Regions from separate parts of the Arachis hypogaea genome. Here region 2 is linked to region 1. Evidence: chromatin contacts called from public Hi-C data. All regions are on one chromosome and are shown on one strand. The core of a region is the stretch at or near the end of the contact, and the rest is flanking DNA. Distances in the headings are between cores, read along the strand shown.

What was found. Hi-C and Micro-C count contacts between places; a contact is called where the count stands out from the background.
Region 2: a Hi-C map of an unstated tissue shows a contact between it and region 1, with 2.2 times the contacts expected there. The contact joins the promoter of LOC140178744 here to the enhancer-like site in region 1. A contact is called at or near these places in 2 of 8 Hi-C or Micro-C datasets (leaf and an unstated tissue).

Annotation. Positions count from the first base shown.
Region 1 is chr14:130,962,000-130,969,733 of arahy.Tifrunner.gnm2.J5K5, forward strand. No RefSeq gene overlaps it. Among protein-coding and RNA genes, the nearest start is that of LOC140178744, 46 kb to the right of the region's middle. Within about 2 kb of position 4,517, at least 1 of the 3 cell types and tissues checked has open chromatin away from gene starts, as enhancers often do.
Region 2 is chr14:131,008,427-131,016,160 of arahy.Tifrunner.gnm2.J5K5, forward strand. It overlaps LOC140178744, which reads right to left and starts at 3,796. Exons shown (of 3, transcript XM_072215981.1): 1 at 2,731-3,796. The coding sequence starts at 3,796.

The DNA of each region.
Region 1 (7,734 bases), core at 3,267-5,766:
CGAGCTCTTCTTTTTTCCTGGGCTCTCTTTCTTTCTCTTTTACCGAGTGGGGGGTGCCCAGGCCGCCAACTCGGTTCTCGTTGTCTGGCATTCTCCTCCATGTTAATGTACTTTTCAGCTCTTTCTTGTACATCACTTAAGGAGGTGGGGTGTCTTTTTGATATGGACTGTGAGAAGGGACATTTTCTAAGCCCATTTACTAGCCCCATAATGACTGTCTCAGTAGGCAGGTCTTGAATCTCCAAGCATACTTTGTTGAAACTTTTCATATAGTCCCTTAGAGGTTCTCCGACCTCCTGCTTTATTCCCAGGAGGCTCGGTGCATGCTTGACTTTATCTTTCTGGATGGAGAACCTCATTAGAAACTTTCTTGAGAGGTCTTCAAAACTGGAGACCGATCTTGGAGGGAGGCTATCGAACCACTTCATCGCTGCTTTTGACAGAGTGGTCGGGAAAGCCTTACAGCGCGTTGCATCCGAAGCGTCAGCCAGATACATCCGGCTTTTGAAATTGCTTAAATGATGCTTCGGGTTCGTGGTTCCATCATAGAGGTCCATATCAAGGCTTTTGAAGTTTATGGGAACTTTTGCCCTCATTATATCCTCACTAAATAGGTCCTCCCCTCCTAGGGGCAACTCTTCTCGATCGCCTCGGGAATTCCGGCCTCTGAGGGAGGATTCTAGCTTTGAGAGTTTTTCCTCTAACTCTTTTCGTCGCGTCATCTCATCCCTTAGATTTCTTTCTATCTCCCTTTGTCGTTCCAACTCCTGTTCCAGCTGTTTCAAGCGACCTTGGTGGCCATGGACTAGTCCCATTAGTTCAGTCGCATGGGGTGATCCATCCTTTTCCGATTCACACCCCTCTGAGGAGTTCATCTTCAAATTTTTGAATCTGGAGGTGCCTTCCCTGTGTTGGTCGTTGGTTCCCTGGTGATGAGTTAGATCTGCGTCATTGTTTCCTGTATCGAGATTCTCCTGTTCGGAATCTGACGCTATATGACCATCTTCTTGCAACATATTCGCCATTACTGGATGATCTCTCGGTTCCCCGGCAACGGCGCCAATATTACGAAGGATAACCGGAGATTATTGGATTGGATTAGTTGGGTTGGCCCAATCGTCTGAAAGGGGAAGCCTTTGGGCAGGTTAACAATCCAAGGCCTCCGTCCGACTTGCGTGTGAGAAAAGGGGGGTGGTACCTGCAAAGACACTCCGATGCCAAAGTCAGCAAAGGAGCAAAACAGGTCTAGAGAGTATTGGACTTAGTGATACCTGAAGGATGTCAGGGTATTTATAGTGGTGAACCCATAACCACCGTTGGAGTAGTTCTACCATTTAAGGGGGAATAACCGTCCCTTTATCTTAGGAAAGTTGGGGTAAAGCTCCTGGAAGTGGGTAGAGAGATTTTAGGGGCAATTACTCATTTGAATGAGTGTTTATCTGCCAGCTAATCTTCGTTCCCGACTTCTTCAGGGCAAGTCGTGGCAAGAACCGATTTCTCAGGACGAAGGTCGGCGTTGGGGTGAGGCTCAATCCTTTGGATTGGGCCTTCCGTTTGGACCTGGGTTTCAGCGTTGGACCAGTGTATGAATAATTGTTATTGTTATAAAAAAATCAGTTTTATTCTAATTTGTTAAAAAATTAAAAAATAACTAATTCATTAATACGTCCAATAATAATACGATACGTAAACGTCTTTACAAAAAGATGTTTTATACGTTTATATAAAAATATCTTTTAAAAAATATAACTAATTTAAATATTGGTGATTGGTTAACTCATTCATTCGTTTAAGCAATCCTCGGTGGTTTAAAGAAAAGAATATGCCCTAATTAAAGTCAATGACAACGACATAGTTCCCCGTTATCCAACCACAACGACATAGGTCCCCCCATTCGTGCCCTATTTGCGCCACATCACGAAAAGAAAATTGTATTAACTATTTAACTTTAATAATATTAATTAATCAATTGATTCAATTCTTTTCTTGGCCTGATGATGATATGAATCATCATGATTCATGAGTGGATGATATTCCCTCTTTCCGTTTCTTTCCATTAATAAACAAGAACAAAATCACTTGAATCTTTTTCTTCTATCTATTTTAATAATCATAACCATGAAATTGCGTTTTTAGTAGAGCCTAATCGTCAACTACACACATTTGACGTGAACCCAATTTTAAATTTCATAAGAATGGTTCCAATGTGACCACCTCTGACCATGTCAATTATGATAATAATTTTTTTATCTTAAATTTTAAATAAATATTAAATTATAAACTATAAATTTTGATCTGAAATTCTTAAAAAATTAATTAATATTATCTAATTAAAAATTAAATTTTCATAAGAATGATTCGAATAAATCTGTTTGAAAATATTTTCACGCCAGAGTTTTCTCTCAATAGGGCCTCCAATTCTTTCTCACAAAGAAATATTATTGCTGTCTAGCTATTTGTCTCATTATTATATTTTATTTTAGAAAAAATATTTAACATTTATTTTAATTATTTAAAATAGTTTATAAATGTTTCTGGAAATGATAATGATTTCTTTTTGTATTTTTTACTTGTCTTGTTATTACATCTTTGTTTTTCAATGATTTATATTAAAATTTGATTATAAATAACTTGTACTCCTATCTAACCGTTTTAAGTTGCTAAAAGAGATTATTTAGTGATAATAAACTGGACAGAATTCATATATAGTTTGTTACTTATAAAAAAGAAAATTTATTAGCCGAATAATTGATTTTTAAAAATCCATAATATCATTTATTATTTTAAAAATAATTTTAAAAGCCAATATAATGGTTTAATGCATTGTTTTGAAAATCGAACTGAGAATTGAAAACGGATCCGGTTAACTGAGAACCGATCACTGAATATTTTTGGTTCAAAATAAAAATTGACCAATAATAAATTGGTCAAAAAATAAATAAATCGATCAAATAACTAATTATTAATCGAACTGATTTAATTTTTAATAATTAATCGATTTAAAATAATAAAAAAAATTATATATTTTTTATGTAATTATATTATTTTATTTTATTCAAATAATTTTCATTCAATTTTTAAATCTTTAAATAAACATCTAAATTGATCGTTTTCGTATCCAGAAGCTTTGTTTGAAGAGATGATTTCGGAGTGAGGATGAGAATGATACAGGCACGAGGGACCACTTAGATTTGGTTCAATTCCATCACTTTCCATTAAATAAAAATGTTAAATTTTCTCTTTTCATGGGTTCAGACTTCAGACCCAAATGTGAAAGGTTGCGGCGTTTGGTTGGACCCATTATTTTATTTTATTTAACAGTATTAATCTAGCTAGTAACTTTGAAGTTTGAACTTTCTAAATTTCAACCTTCCCATTCATAAATTATTATAAGAAGTACTATCAGGAGTTTAATTTATATTTTCCGTGCATTATATAAAACATTATTATATGATGGAATGAAATGTCGGTTTGAAAAAATTGAAAACCAAACCTTCCACCTCAGAAATTAACTTTATGATCAGAGAGAGAGAGAGAGAGAGAGAGAGAGAGAGAGAGAGAGAGAGAGAGAGAGAGAGAGAGAGAGAGAGAGAGAGAGAGAGAGAGAGAGAGAGAGAAGCAAAGAAGTAAGATTGAAAGGACAAAAAGTATAGAAAAAGATATAATAAATAGAAAAGCGTGACACACTTTGGTATAATGATGTTCATCACCTTTATGTTATACAAAGTGATATAATTAAGTATCAACAAGCAACTGCTTCATCCTATGAGATCCACTATTTCGATCACATCATAACAAAATAACATATTATTGCAAATATTCCAACTATATATATATATATATGACAAAAAAAAAGAAGCAACATACTATAAGACCCATATTGGTGATGAGATGTGCTATGATCCGAGTTGGTGGGTCGTCATGGATTCATCAACCTTGTTTGCGACGACCAAAAATATTCGCCATATTGATTGAAGATGGCCTAGGGCTTGATGAAGTACCATTTGATGAAGAAGTGCTTTCTGATGGGTTTGATAATGGTTTTGGCCACAAAGACCCTTTTATGGTAGGCAAGGGGATTGAACTTTGTGATGTGTTATTGTTTGAGGTTTGATTATTAGTAGAAGATCGATTCGTTGGACACAAATAATCTCTTATTTGATTCCTCTTTGGGTCTCCCATTTTATAATCAAATTATAGGAAACAAGAGATTAGGGATAATGAAGTGAAGAACAAAAGGTTTTAAGCTTGGGGAAAAGGGCAATGAGAGAGTTAGAAGAAAGGGTGCGAAGTGGCCAAAATTTATAGGCAAATTAGAACGTTCTAGATTGGTTTAAAATTTTCCTTACGTAATGAATTTAATTTTATTTGCAATTCACTCTCATTTTCATTCCAATTTACAATCCCATTCCAAGAAGTAGAAGAGAAATCACACATTGGTTCACTTAATCTCACTTCATGTAACATGTTACAGCTAGGCATATGGTTTTTTGCCTCTTTAGCCCTTTCCATTATCAGCCACGTCATGCCACTATATTTGACTTTTATACTTTGAAGACACATAATACACACGTAGAGAGAGTAGTTAGTTGATAGTTGATACTTATTGATACTTTATAGTAAAATATAATTATTTTATTGTTTTCAGATATATATTTGGTTGTCTTGCAGCCGAAGCAATTCAAAAACATGCGTCATATATGTGGTGGCCAAAGTTTGGGGGCAACCTAAATGGCTGCAACTTCTTTTTTTTTGGAAAGAAAAAGAATTAATAACTGAGTTTAAAATTTACTATATCAATTAATTCTATAATGATATATTGGTCTTTTGAAAATTAACTCTAAGGATATTTTAGTTGTTTTAAAAGTTTAAATTTATAATTTTTAATATAATAATTAAATCATTTTTATTCTAAAAGAGTATTTTAGTCTGTTCAAGTTCAGTCCTAAAAAATTTATCTTTCAAAAATTAATTCTAGGATGTTTTAGTTTTTTAATATTAAATTAAAATTGCTAATTGATGATACAATGAAATAATCTTAATTAATCTTATAAGAGTATATTAGTGATTTTTAAATTGTTGTTTAAAAGATATTTTAGTCTTTCTAAAATCAAATTCAAATTTTAAATTGCAATATAATTAAACAACTTTAAATATAAAGGATATTTTAATTCTTTTAATATTAATCATAAAATATTATTTTTTAAATATTAAAAATTCTTTAACGATTTCAAAAATTTAATAAAAATAATAAAATATATTTTAGTCTTTTTATAATTAATTTAAAGGGTATTTTAATATTAAATAAATAATACACAATATATGTTTAAAATAAAATAAACATATTTGTTAATATAATTACATAACCCAAGGTCAGTTTCGCATTAAGCCATATGTTCATTATATTGATACGTACTTATTTTTAAACGTACCGGAATAAGCACCTTTAATTATAATATCAAAATTTATCCTTCTTGTTAACTCTTATATAAGAAACCTTTTTAAATTATTATTATTATTATTATTATTATTATTATTATTATTATTATTATTTAAGGAATGATAGGTGTCCTTTCTTACTTCATAATTGATAATAACATTTCAGTTGTATTTGAAGCTACTATCCGCATTCATAAAAGGCATAATCCAAATAATCTTCCATCATCATAGTATATATTAATACGAGTACAGAAAATCATATACATACATCATTAGTGTAACAAATCAATTCAGCAGATAAACGCCATAATTTGTTGATCATGAGCTGGAGTGGACCCCACTACGACTTCGTTATTCCAATCCCATCCTTTCTTTGTGCTTTTGCAGTGCAATGCAATGCGCATGCCAATAGGCTACTACATACGTACGTCAAAAAGGAACAAATTAAAAAAAAAAAAAAGAAAAAGAGATTAGTGGTATATCCAGAGCCAAAAATAAATATAAAAATACCAAATAGATAATCAATTTAATGATTCAGTATAGGAAAAGTTTAGGCAAGCAGTTTTATTGAAATATGACCAGTATTTAATTAATAAAAATAAAATAAATAATTTTATATTTTTAAATAAAATTTTACATTATTAAAATTAATAATAATAATTAATTAATAGTTATAAATTATAAAATTTATTAATTTTCTGTATATTCGTATAACAAAATAAGTATATCATGGTGTGTGTTGGGTTTGTTTTTCTCTTTTATGAGGTTCAAATCTAATTTTTTGAGTATCAATTTGTATTTTTTGGCTGCTAACTTAATTAGAATTTTTAGAGAAAGTGAGAGTACAACCACAATGAGAGAAAAAAAGTTTTTAATTTTATGCATAATAACAATCTATGAGCAATAATTTCTCTCGTTCATTTATTATTAGATTAATCTGAGATTTAGACGAAAGGTTCGTCTCATTTTATTCTTTATTATAAATAATAAAAATATTGATTTAAAATCTGTAGTAAAATTAGCTTCGCACAATAATTATAATTTGAATATTTTTATTTTTTATTTATAAATTTTGGTACTTTGATAAATTATATATATATAATTTGTACTTTATTTAAAATTTTTTTATATCTCATATTTGATTACAAGTGGAATTATTTTATTTGTGTGAACGATTTGTAGTTTTTATTTTTTACGGAAAAATTTTTCTATATTAAAATCTTAATTAGTATGTTTTTATTATTATTGTACTTGATATATTTATTTATTCATAGTTATTATTATATTATATTGATATATTTACTTATTCATAGTTATTGTTATATTATATTATATTGTAGATATTTTTATATTGTTTTCATATTAGATATTTATTTTATTTTTTGCTGCTAAGCTCTATCAGTATGTACAAGAATTATGGGTTAAAACTAAAGAACATTTCTAATAATATTTGCCTATTCATATTAAAATGAACCAATTCCCATTTGTGTTTTGACCATTCGATGTGTGGTATATGTAGCTTTTTTTTTTTATTTTTTTATTTTTTTTACACTTGATATTTAATATTTATTGACATTGAAATCATCAATTCAAAAGTAGTAAAAAATTGGGTTTATATGTTAAGAGTAATGTTCACACAAAAATAAAAAAATGATGGATATCGATCAACATAATATATGGAAAGTTAAACATTAAAAAATTGAAATAAAAATTATCGTTGTTAAGAAGAGCTAGCAATTAATGCACATTCCATCTATGTTCACCAATTGACAGTTGTTAAGAACCTTCTTCTAATTCATGGGTGTCTCATTCAAGATTTCGTATCATTTTGATTTACCCGGCTCTTTATTTAAAATGTTTTTTTTAATAATTAAAATTTAACCCATATAATTAATTAAATTATTTTATTTTTATCAAAATTAGGTAAAATAAATTAATTTAATTAAAAAAATAGTAAATCAAATTTTAAATTGATCTAAATTAATATTATTTTTTATAAAAAATAACTATAATACTCTTATTATAAAAAATAACTAAAATATTCCTATTATATATATTAATTTTGATAAAAATCTTAAATTTTAACTATTTTCTTTTCTGCCGTCAAAGTTAGGATTTAAAATTTTTAATATATATATATATATATATATATATATATATATATAAGTTATTTTTTTATAATAAGAATATTATAGTTATTTTTTATAAAAAAAAAATATTAATTTAGATTAGTTTAAAATTTAATTTATTAATTTTTTAGTTAAACTAATTTGTCCGATCTAATTTTAATAAAAA
Region 2 (7,734 bases), core at 2,546-5,045, 46 kb after region 1:
TTTTTTATTTATTTATTTTTTTGCTTTTTATCTGTAAGTTTTGGTATTTAATTGGATTGGTTGTATTATGTTTTGTTTGAGATTTTTTTCATACTTTGTATTTAATTATAAATAAAGCTATTTTATTGGTCTGAAATAATTTTTTTTTCTTATATTAAAAGAATTTTTTACGTTAAAATTCTAATGTGTTCTTATTATTATTGTATTCAATAATTTACTTACTTATAATTATTGCTATATTATATTTTAAATATTTTTATATTGTTCTTATATTAAATATTTCTATTATTTCTACTGCTAAACTTTATCAGTGTCTATGAGAATTATGGGGTTAAAACTAAAGAACATTTCTAATAATATTTGCCAATTCAAATTAAAATGAACCAATATTCCCTTTTGTGATTTTGACCATCCGATGTGTGGTATATATTTAGCTTCTTTTTTCTTACACTTGATATTTAATATTTAGTTGAAATCATCAATTCAAAAGTTGTAAAAAAAAATAAGGTTATATGTTAAGAGTAATGTCCACACCAAATAGAAAAAGATGGATATCAACATCATATACATGGAAAGTTAAACATTAAAAAAATGAAATAAAAATTATCGTTGTTAAGAAGAGCTAGCAATTAATGCACGTTCCATCTATGTTGACCAATTGACAATTGTTAAGAACTTTCTTCTAATTGATAGGTGTCTCATTCTAGATTTCGTATCATTTTGATTTACCCTTTAATTAATTGCAAAGTTGAAATTACTAGCTGGCTATAAATAGGTAGACTGTCAAAATACCCTAAATTTATCGGGTTAATTTGTTTATCCATTTAAATTAAATGGGTAGGTTTTGTCTTTAAAATTAAACTCGTTTAAATTTTGGATTAAATAGGTTAAGTTCGATTAACCCAAAAAAAAACGGGTTAAACGGGTAGCCCATTTAGCTTTTTTTTTTTGCATTTTTTTAAAAAAATAGCACTTTTAGTTTATATTTTCTTCCATTCGACTTGAAAATCTGACCCATTAATTAAAAAAAATATTTTTTTAAAGGTTTTTTACTTAGAAGTAATATTTTTTGTCAAAATATTTTTTAAAAAATAAAATAAAAGAATAAACAGACTGGCCCATTTAACTCACGAACTGACCATAAACGGTCCGAACTGAAAAATTATGGCTCATAAATAAAATAAATTTAAACGGTCTAACCCATTTAACCTACAAATTTAACGAACCGAACCTAAATAAGCCGGACTAACCCGTTTGACAACCCTATAAATAGGTCATGACTCATAAAGCGTGCAATATATATAATTCAGCCTCCAACCAAATATAGTACGAAATTCTTTCATTCCTTCCAAGATATATATTTGGTCATGCTTCATTTGTTTTTCTTCCCAAGCTATTGAGAGTGACATAATATAAGTTATTACTAAATATAATTTGTGGTTATTGACTTTTTTTTCTCCTTTTTCTTTTATCTCCTTAATAGTGGTAGCTAGTAGACTTTTTAGTTTGAATCAAGCAGTGGACGCCAAATTTGACTTATATGAAAGTAACTAGATAACATTATTGTTTCATAAACATAAATAGGAAAATAAATAATATATTTTGTTGTTTATCTCTTACGTATGTACTACTCCTTTTAATTGCCTTTACTTTGCATTATATTCTTTTGCTTAATTAAGAAGAGGTTAAAGAGCTAGCGAGGTTTATATGGAAATTTCAATTTGGTTTCTGAGAGAGTGATTTTCTAGATATTAAATGGACTAGAGAACCATTAATTAATATATTTATTCCAACATAGGTTGAAATTAATTTATACATGTAACACAATTAAATAATGTTGATGATAATGACACCCGAAGTTGGTAACGATTTGGCACAGAAACTCATTATATGTTTGAAAGTTCCGCCAACTACAGTAATTAATTAAATTAAATTAAAGTCAACCATATGCATGCAAACATCTTCTAAATTGACTTCTATTTTTGTATCTGTCTTTTTTTCCCCTTCGCCTATATTATCTACTCTCTTTCTCAGCTTTAATTTTTGGAAATTTCTTTAATTATAAGAAAAATTAGATAAAGAATAAAGGTTTTCATTAATTTTTTTAAAAATATATGTATATTACGCATAATAAATATTTTTGATGTTTTTTTATTAAATAAAAATAATCCTCACTTTACTATTATCCTTAATTTTTCTCATATTTGTTAGTTTGACTTTTTAAAAAGTAGAATGCCATTTGATATCTGAAAAAATAATTTAATACATAATTGAAAATTCTTAGGTTTCCTTCTTCCTAAAGATGCATGCATATTTATATAATGAAGTTGATGGTGATTTGAAAATTTAAATCATAAATAATAATCATACACCTTGTTAGAAACAAGAGACTGAGAGAGTAATCTGAAAGGTGTCTTATTGAGTTGTCTATCAAAAGTACAATATACAAGAGGTATTTATAGGTGCTAAATGAATCAGAGTAATAAAGGCATAGAATCCTATAATTAATATACAGATATACTACATAAATGTAGTCGATACTAATTGATCCTAATTGATGCTAATGATTCTCTAACATCCCCCCTCAAACTCAAGTGGGAGCTAAGGATACCAACTTGAGTTTGGATAACAAAGTCCGGAAACGAGTCGGGTGATGAACTTTCGTGAAGATATCAGCAGTCTGATCTAGTGTTCCAACAGCAATGAGACGAATAGCATCAATAAGGATACGTTGCCGAACAAAGTGACAATCAAGCTCAATGTGTTTGGTGCGTTCATGAAAGACATCATTATGGGCGATCTGAATAGCACTGCGGTTATCACAAAAAACATCAGTAGGGGATGACTGAGGAGCACCCAAATCTTCGAGAAGCCAACGAACCGAGACAACTTCAGCAGTGGTGTCAGCGAGTGCACGGTACTCAGCTTCTGTGCTTGAGCGAGCAGTGAACGTTTGCTTCTTAGCACGCCAAGAAATGAGAGCGTCGCCAAGAAACAAACAGTAACCAGTAGTAGAACGACGATCAGTGGGATCACCAGCCCAATCAGCATCGGAGTAGGCCTGAAGAGACAAAGAGGAATGGGCAGAAAAATAAAGACCATGAAAGAGAGTGCCCTTGATGTAGCGAAGAATGCGTAGAACTGCCGCATAGTGAGTAGTACGAGGAGCTGACAAGAACGGGCTAAGTACATGAACCGGATAGGCGATGTCTGGTCGGGTGACAGTCAAGTAGACCAGACCGCCTACTAACTGTCGATAGAGAGTCGGATTATCCAAAACAGTGCCATCTATAGGGGTAAATCGAACATTAGGCTCAAGAGGAGTAGACTCAGTGCGACTATCTGTAATCCCAGCACGAGCAAGAAGATCTGAAGCATACTTAGCCTGAGAGAGATAGATGCCATCATCGGTGGAGATGACCTCGAGACCAAGAAAATAGCTGAGAGAACCAAGATCTTTCATTTCAAAGGTACGGTGAAGTGAGGCCTTGAGGGCAGAGATACCATCAACATCATCCCCAGTGATTATCATGTCATCAACATACAAAAGTAGAAGAACAACTCCACGTTCGCTCTTACGAATGAAGAGCGCATTCTCATGAGGGCTAGAAGTAAAACCAAGACTGCATATGGTAGTGCTAAACTTGTCAAACCATTCACGAGGAGCTTGTTTAAGTCCATAAAGTGCCTTGCGAAGGAGACAAACCTTATCAGAAGGACAAGGATATCCCGGAGGTGGTTTCATATAGACTGTCTTTTTCAGATCCCCATTAAGAAATGCATTCTTCACATCCATCTGACTGAGAGACCATTTTTTAACCGCGGCAATGGCAAGAAGAGCTCGAACAGACGTAAGGCGAGCGACAGGGGCAAAAGTCTCTTCATAATCAATACCATACTCTTGCGTACAACCTTGAGCAACCAAGCGGGCCTTATAACGGTCAATAGAGCCATCTGAGCAAGTCTTGATCTTGTATACCCATCTACTGCCCACAACTTCCTGATCAGAAGGAGGATCAACCAGATCCCAAGTGTGTGCTTTTTCAAGTGCCTGTAATTCTTCTTGCATTGCTTGTTGCCAATTTGGGTTTGAGGAGGCTTCTCTGAATGTCTTAGGTTCATGTTGATGAAGAATAGTAGAAAAGCAATGGTAATCAAGAAGATGAGGAGGTGGATTCCTTACCCTAGAAGAACGAGCGGGGGGAGGAGGCATGACGGTAGGAGCAGGATCATCGTCCGGTCTGGAATCATCGGGAGATGGAGAAGGCGGAGGAACAGGAGGCTGTGGAGGGTCACTCGAGGTAGAACCTGTAGAATCATCACTAGGAAAAAGATCAACATTGGGGTTAGTAAACAAAGGTGACTGAGTAGTGGGAATCGACTCAAAGGATGAGAACCGAGAAAACATGTGGTGCTCCCAAAAGACAACATGACGAGATATACGAATACGTTTAGAAAGGGGATCCTAACAACGATAACCCTTGTGTTCAGTGCCATAACCAAGAAAACAACATATACGAGCCCGAGGTTCAAGTTTACTATGTTCATGAGGCTGAAGAAGAACAAAACATACACAACCGAAAACTCAAAGAGAACTGTAATCTGGGGGGGGTATGATAAAGACGCTCAAAGGGAGTAACATTACCAAGAACAGAAGAAGGGAGTCTATTGATAACATGAACAGCAGTAAGAACAGCTTCACCCCAAGTACGCTCAGGACACGAAGAGGAAAGGAGCATTGCACGGACGGAGTCAAGAATGTGACGGTGTTTGCGTTCAGCTCTACCATTTTGTTGAGACGTACCAGGACAAGAAAACTCAGACAGAGTACCCTGTTCTGCAAGAAAGGCTAAGAGTTTGGAATCACGGTATTCCATAGCATTATCACGTCGGAAAACCTTAATGGCCTTGGAAAACTGAGTTTTAATCATAGTAGCAAAGTTGATATAGATCTGAGGTAACTCATGGTGATTAGTCATCAAATAAACCCAAGTAAAACGGGAATAATCATCAATGAAAACGACAAAGTATCGAGCTCCGCCCATAGAGGCAGTGGGAGCGGGGCCCCAAACATCAGAGTGAATGAGATCAAAAGGAGAGCAAGCAAGAGATGAATTATTGTGAAAAGATAAAGCAGGTTGTTTGGCAGTTTGGCAAGAAATGCAGTCAAAAGATTCATTCGGAACCTGACCTAAAACACCCTGAGATACAAGAGGACGCAGTTTTTCTAAGGAGGTGTGGGCAAGACGTTGATGCCATAAGTGAAGGGTAGAGGGAGAAGAAGCAGCACAGAGATTTGGTACAGGAGGAATATGAAGACTTTCGAGTTCAAACAACCTTCAGACCTTACGTCCAGTCCTGATGATCTGTCCCGTCCGAGGATCCTGTACACGACAACCAGAAACAGAAAAGGTGACGTCAAAACCCAGATCAACAAGTTGACCAACAGAAATAAGATTGAAGTTTAATTTGGGAATGTAGTAAGTATCAGGAAGATTAAGAGATGACTGAGAGATAGAACCCTTGTGTGTTGCATGCAAGAGGGAGCCATTTGCAGTATTGACAGAAGGTCCATTTGTAGTTGCAGACATGGACGAGAAAATATTACGCAACGGAGACATGTGGTTAAAGCAACCTGAGTCAAAGTACCATTTAGAAGTACCTGGAGGGCTCGATAAAGCAGCAGGGGTATTACCAGAAACAGAGAGAAGACGCTGTAGAAGAGATGCAATATCAGATAGAGAGACAGTGGTAGGTTCAGTAGTAGCAGCAACAGCAGAAGCAGGCGCAGGACGTGGTGGACGAGTAGGACAGGTAGTAAGCAAATGTCCCGAGAGCTTGCAATAACGGCAGAACAACTGTGAACAATGGTAGCTAATATGCCCTTTCTGGTGGCATGTGCGACATTCAACAGAGGGACAGCTGGAGAACGGGTGTCCGAAACGGTTACAGTTGCGACAGAAGGCCCCCTTTCTGTCTGTGGCAGCAAAAACATCTGACTTTGCCATAAAAGTAGTCATAGAGAACAAGGATAGGAGAGAAAAACTGCAATTTCGGAGCAGAAAATGAGGAAACGGATGGCAAAATCGGAAAGAGCTCACCAAAAAACCTTAGGGAGGGGCCCACTTGTCTGCCACGTCAGCGCCACGTCAGATTCCACGTCAGCAGCCACATCATCAAGTAATGACACGTGGCACACGGGGATTGGAGACGCAAGACACGTCAGCAGTTGACAGGGCGCGAGGTGGCGCGCGGGTTGGATGGTCGGGTCGGGTCGGTATCGCGGGTCGGGCACGGGCCGTCTCGCGTCTGGTTGCCACGTGGGGCTTTGATGAGCCGTTGATCTGGAGCGCTGATCCAACGGCGACGGATGCTTCTGGAAGAGAACGCCTGCAACCGGACAGCCAACTTCAGGCGGCGCGTGGCGGCGTGTCCGGCGGAGTCTGGCGGTGATTCCGGTGGCGTTGAAAACGTTGCAACGAGTTGAAGGCGACGGTAGTGGCGGTGACGAACCGAAACGGCAGGAAGGGGTTGAAAACGGAGCACAAAGTACTGCTCGGAGACAATCGGACGGCGAACTTCAGACGGAGCGTGGCGGCGCGTGCGGTGGTTTCCGGTGACGAGGCTGGACTCGTTGAACTCGCAACGACGAGACGAAGGCGGTGACGAACCAAAGCGTCTGAAAAGGGAGCAAAAGAGAGACCAAAGAACACTGACGGAAGAGGAAAAACAAAGGACTATAAACTAATATTCATGGAAAAAAAATGACCTAAGCTCTGGATACCATGTTAGAAACAAGAGACTGAGAGAGTAATCTGAAAGGTGTCTTATTGAGTTGTCTATCAAAAGTACAATATACAAGAGGTATTTATAGGTGCTAAATGAATCAGAGTAATAAAGGCATAGAATCCTATAATTAATATACAGATATACTACATAAATGTAGTCGATACTAATTGATCCTAATTGATGCTAATGATTCTCTAACACACCTCATTGAAACCTTTTAGCTTGCCAAGTAGAAGGACTATAACCAACTATTTCGTTACTTCCGCTACTTACCTCCATAGATATCTGGAAAAAATTAAAATGGCAATCTATATATATATATATAGAGAGATGAAATATCAGTTAACAAGGATATATATATATATAGAGAGAGAGATAAAATATCAGTTAATAAGAAAATGACATGAAAAATCTCAATATATGATGTTACATATTGATTATTTATTTATCTTTTAAAACTTTTATGGTATTTTTTATTTAAATGAATTAAATAAATATATTAATTAATGAAATAAATAATTTTAAAAATTATTACTATAATTCGTAACCCAACCTTATCTCATTTATAGTATAAATAAGATAAGATTATACATATCTAAAATACATTTATTTACTATATATATTTATTTAAATAAAAAATCCTAATGGCTACACGGTAAATTAAGAAAAATATGCTTTATTCCTAGTTTTTCTCCTTTCTCGTGTTGTTTTCATTTGGCCTGTTCCACTGTATTTATTTATTTACTTATTTATTAGTAGAAATTCTAAAAGCGGACCTTGGATAAGTATCTTCTTTTTCCTCTGCCTTATCTTTTTAAGTAATAAAAATAAAAATCTCAAAAACTCTCAAATTTATTATTTTTGTTATTATTTTAATTATTAATTTAATATTTTTAATTTAATAGTTTCATAATATATTTTTAATCGATATTTCTAAATATTAAT